2 separate regions of the Astyanax mexicanus genome follow, and region 1 is linked to region 2. The links are chromatin contacts, called in public Hi-C maps. All regions are on one chromosome and are shown on one strand. Each heading gives the region's core, a stretch centred on a gene start, on an enhancer-like site or on the middle of the called end of the contact. The rest is flanking DNA. Distances are from core to core; before and after follow the strand shown. Region 1 overlaps fam117bb (family with sequence similarity 117 member Bb). Region 2 holds the start of fam117bb (family with sequence similarity 117 member Bb).

Region 1 (2,702 bases), core at 89-2,588, 45 kb before region 2:
GGTTGCAGCAACATGTAACTGGTAACCAGTAAATATTCGCCTGTCTCCAGGCTCTCTCTCTCTCTCTCTCTCTCTCTCTCTCGTGGCTTTGTGAGAGGTTTACTGGCAGTGAGTAAGTGGCCTTTCTTTCCTGGTTACTACAACCTGCCTTTAAAAGAGGAGGTCAGACAGAAGAATCCCTTTCTGTCCTTCACTGCCTCAGATAGCTGCCATGGACACATTTCACACTCGGCCTTATTTGACCACTGCAGCGTTTATAAAAGCGGAAGATTCACGAGGCCGTGGCTATTGACCAGCGCTGCACTGAAAGGTCTGCAGACTGCCTCAAAAAAAAAAAAAAAAAAACACACACACACACACAAAGGAATGACCACACACACTCTCTTACACACACACTCTCTCTCTCTCTCTTCCTCTCTGTGTTTCTAGAGACCAGAAACACGTTCATGAGTTCGACTACATAAAAAAACGTGCACGCATTCCCAGGACACCTTCTGAACTAATTTCAAGTCAGTTTCCTCTGTTGTGGTTCAGCGTCTGAATAAAATGCTGAAACAAATCAGCACCCATCAAATGACCGTCTCTCCCCCGTGAACAGAGCGGTCCAAGAAAAGCACATGTGAAACCACAGGCTGACCACAGAAGGGGGCACCACTCTGAAATCTGATCAAACTGGAGCGGAACAGAGCAGAACGCTTCATCATTTCCCCTCAGCAGGCCAAGAACAGCATGAGGATGGCCTGCCTGGTGGTGCCTTCTCATTTCATACACTAGTGGGCGCCGGGGAGACGGAAATCATTACTGCTCTGCAAACTCTTGAATCACACACACACTTAGGTGGCAGTGAAGTCTAAGACTAGGCCGCAATGGTCAATCATTGATTTTCTGATAGAGCAGCTGAAAGGAAGAGTAACATAGGGCTTATTAAAGAGAGAGAGAGAGAGAGAGAGAGAGAGTGTGTGTGTGTGTGTGTGTCAAATACAATGCAGCTCAAAGTCTCAAAAAAAAAAGAAAGGTAAAAAGTGTGGGCCTTTAACAAGCCTGAATGAGAACACACAGCTAGAGCTGTTTGTGTTTTAATACAGAGAAATACACACACACACACACACACACACACACACACACACACACACACACACACACACATACACCTACCACAGACCAGACTGGCAGGCTAGCTAGTTAGCTAACAGTGCAGTTTGAGGCTAACTGAGCCTGACAAACACACACACACACACACACACTCACTCATAGCAGGGCCATTCACACAACCACATGCTCTCTTCACTCCCCCAGAGTTCAAGGAGAGGCTGCTGGATCACCAATAAAGCCCCGGCCACGCAACTTTTATACTTTCATTCTTTTCTCTCCCTCTTTCGCGCCGCACTCCTTTCACCTCCTGAAAGAATGCCATTTTCTTGACTGACACTTCATCTTTAGCGGCTCTCAGAGGATATAATGGGGCAAGCACCACCTTCTACAATCACCCTACCCCCACCACGAGTAAAAACAGCCCCACACACACACACACACACACTCCGCTCGCAGGGGTCACGCTGTGTATTCTTTCAGGCTGTGTCTCTACATCAGTTTGTCTTAACAACTCTTCCCATAGGAAACACAGGAAGGTGGGGTGGCATATGATTGGACTGTATGGAATTGCATCCCAACTGATCCGGTGTGATCCGGTCCATTGTGCCGCATACGATTGAGTGAAGTACGCTAGTATATATGTAGTGCTGAAGTATGTTGAGTTCTTCTTGTCTATTAACATATAAAAGAGTCCAACATCCAAAAAGAGTAAGGGTAGGTAAAATAGGAAAGAAGATATAATGATATTTAAACTTATTTACAATACACAATACCTATAACTATGTATTGACAGAATAAATGCATAAAAAGCGGCAGATTCTTGAAAATAAAATCTTTATACAGTCATTTTTATTCATAGATGCTACAAATTTTATCCAATTGAAGAGGACTAACTACTTGTTTTTGTAATGAAACATACATCTGGTCAGTTTTCTTTAAGGACTGATGATATTCACAACATGCTAAGGAGAATGCATCATGAATCACAATACCAAAACTAGGTGGTTGCTGTGGTGTTGGTGGATGGTTGATACGGTGTTGGTGAACAGTTGCTGTGGTGTTGCTAGGTGGTTGCTATGGTGTTACTAGGTGGTTGCAGTGGTGTTGGTAGATGGTCACTATGGTGTTGCTAGGTGGTTGCTGTGGTAATTATATGTAGTTGCTGTGGTGTTGCAAGTTGGATGTTATCGTGTTACTATGCGGTTGCTGTGGTGTTGCTAGGTGGTTGCTGTGGTATTGCTGGGTGGTTGCTGTGGTATTGCTGGGTGGTTGCTATGGTGGTGTTATGTGGTTGCTGTGGTATTGCTAGGTGGTTGCTGTGGGGAGGGAAATTTCCCCCTTTTCAGGTGTAAATCCCCACGTTAAGGTGGGATCCCCCCTCAAAAGGGGCCATAAAACGCTTGTTTTACGTACTACGTATTGCTTCAAAAAAGGGCACAAACAGAGTAATTTAGAATAGTTCCTACGAGCCTGCAAAATTTTGCATTTCCACATCGAAAGCTGTGAGAAAAGGGCTTTACAAAAAAGGCAAAAAGAATAATAATAAGAAGAAGATTACAAATAACAGCAAGTTAGCTTTTCCAAGCAAACTTAATTAATCACAGTACGAT
Region 2 (2,700 bases), core at 94-2,593:
GCAACAAACAGGACAGCTTCTGTATGTCTGTAGCTTCAAGTCGAGCATTATTATTATGATGATTTAATATCAAATGGATGTATGTTTTATGTGCAATATATAAACCATGTTTTTAGTTTGTTTTACAAAGAAATCAGTATGAATGAATGAAGTGAACCCCACATTAACTTTTTGATTTTATTTTATATAAACCCATCAGTTGTGGGACAGGTGCAGGTTACCTTTGCAGACAGGCGAGCTGGGGCTTATTCTCTCCGGGGACAGTCTGTCATTGTCCGGGGAGCAGCACTGAGGGGGTGCCGGAGCTTTACCCCTGTGACCACAAGACGAAAAGGAGGATGATGATGAGGAGGAAGATGAAGAGGAGGTCGGTGGGGTCAGCACCACAGTGTCCGTGAAGCAGCTAGACTGCTGCAGCTGTGAGGAGGAGGAGGTGTGGGTAGAGAGTCCGAGAGCAGCGCCAGCGGGGCCGGCAGGGCTACCAGCGCTGGACAGAAGTGAGGCCGCCTGAGACTGGGAGGATCTCGCGCTACCTGCGGCAGCAGGTGGGGCAGTGGACGCGGCCACGTATGAAGCGAGAGTAGGGCTACTTCTGAGTGTTGACGAAGAGGAGGAGGAAGAGCAGGAGGAGGAAGAAGAGGAGCAGGACGGGCTCAGAGCTGCAGAGGCTGCGACTCTTGTGGGGCTCCGGTTAGCAGAGCAGCGGGATCCAGCAGAGTCGCAGCCGCCGCCGAGGCACTTCAAGCCGGCGCCGCTTCCCGCAGCAGCCGCCGCGGCCGACAGCACCGTCCTGGCCGCCAGAGGGAGCTGCTGGGGCTGTAACTGTTGCTGCGGCTGTGGCTTGAGCTGGAACGGGACGGTGGCTTTCATGGGCAGCAGGCGAGTCAGCAGACTGACCCCGGCGCTGATCCCCGAAGCTCCGGCCGCCGCTCCGCCGCTCACCCCGCAGCTCGACGTCGGCGAGCCGTTTTTACGAAGCCGCTGCGACATGACGACGATGCGGCCCGACCCAAACTTTGGGCTAAACTATCAAAATGGGAGCCAGAAAGAGGAGATAAAGGAGAGTATAAACACACGCCGGGGGGTTTGCGTGAGTTTTCAGTGTGTGTGGGGGAAGAGGGGTCCTCGGCTGGTCACTCCATACGGCCCGGCTCAGACTGCGTGGCCGCTCCGCTCCGCCGCCCGAACCGCTTTTACCAGCTGAAAAGTGAACGGCTGAAAAATTCAGAGCCACGCACCGAGAAGTGCTGCCAGAGCTCCGCCCCTCCGCCACTGATAGGACAGCGTGGGAGCCACGGGAACTTCTTATTGGCTGAGGAGTGGATCCTTTTAATTCCTTAAAGTTATTTATTTATTCCTTTATTTAAAAATGGACTGTAATTAAATATACAGCTCTGTAAAAAATAAGTTTCTTAAAACTTATAAAATTTAGTTTCTTTGATTTTACCAAATTGAAAAAACTCTGGAATATAATCAAGAGGAAGATGGATGATCACAAGACATCAAACCAAGCAGAACTGCTTGAATTTTTGCACCACGAGTATCATAAAGTTATCCAAAAGCAGTGTGTAAGACTGGTGGAGGAGAACATGCCAAGATGCACGAAAACTGTGATAAATACCAGGGTTATTCCACCAAATATTGATTATGAATATGAACTTGTTTTCTGTGCATTATTTGAGGTCTGAAAGCTCTCATATTTGTTGTTAATTTAGCCATTTCTCATTTTTTGCAAATAAATGCTCTAAATGACAATATTCTATTGGGAATTTTATTTAAAACTGATTCAGAAACTGAAGTGGTCTCTTATTTTTTTCCAGAGCTGTATTACGTTAAAATATGTACAGATATGTAATATATACATCTATTAAAAATGTATGGATTACATTATGTAACGTTAAATTAAATAATAGTGTGTAAATGCTGTATTTTTATAGTTATTTATATTTAAGAAAAAATAAACGAGCAGCAGCATAGTCCACTAGTCATCAGGATCTGTATCTGAGTGTATGAGCTGCATGGAGTATCGAGATGTTGGACGTGGCGAAACATAACCAGAGAAAACCAAAATAAAAAAATAAATGACTTCCTTAAGATGAGTGCGACTGCGTGTGAAGATGAGGCAGGTTATGATTATGGTAGTTATGATTATGATTATGGTTGTGGTTTTGGTGTGTGTGTGTTTTTTTTTAGAGGAGATCATTTCTCCTCTCTTGGAAATGTGAAAACAGTAAAACAGTGGAAAGGCTTTGTTGTGGTCAGCACGTGCTCCTCGAATCTAGACTGTGCTTTTAACACCCTCGTGTGGTCGCTTACCAATCTGAACACTTGAAGTCATGCAGTTTCATAGTATTACAGTTTTATTAAAGTATTAAAACAATTTATCTGGGCTACAGTGCAATTTGTTTGTACAAATAAATAAACAAATAAATAAATATACCAGGAGGGCTCAGATGCAGGTAAATAACTGTATAAATATATAAATTCAAGCTTATAGCTTACTGTACCAAGTCATCAGTGTATGGTAACTAAACCCCCTGAATTTAGCTGACTCCACCCTTAGCTCAAATTTGAAAAATGCCAAAAAAATGGGAGAGGTAGTTTGGGCGGGGCACTGGGTGATGTATGGGTTTAGGGGTGGCGCAGGAGGGAAAGCTGATTGGGCTGGGCAGTGTGTAGAGTCACCAGGGGGCGGTATTA

What was found. A called contact is a pair of places that touch in the nucleus more often than the background predicts.
Region 1: a contact with region 2 is called in a Hi-C map of muscle, with 19 times the contacts expected there. The contact joins the enhancer-like site here to the promoter of fam117bb in region 2. A contact is called at or near these places in 2 of 3 Hi-C or Micro-C datasets (both in muscle).

What each region holds. Positions count from the first base shown.
Region 1 is chr11:35,690,152-35,692,853 of AstMex3_surface, reverse strand. All of the region lies in intron 4 of fam117bb (family with sequence similarity 117 member Bb), which reads right to left. Among protein-coding and RNA genes, the nearest start is that of carf, 22 kb to the left of the region's middle. Within about 2 kb of position 1,338, the one cell type or tissue checked has an H3K27ac peak away from gene starts, as active enhancers do.
Region 2 is chr11:35,644,988-35,647,687 of AstMex3_surface, reverse strand. It overlaps fam117bb (family with sequence similarity 117 member Bb), which reads right to left and starts at 1,343. Exons shown (of 8, transcript XM_007261061.4): 1 at 222-1,343. The coding sequence starts at 990.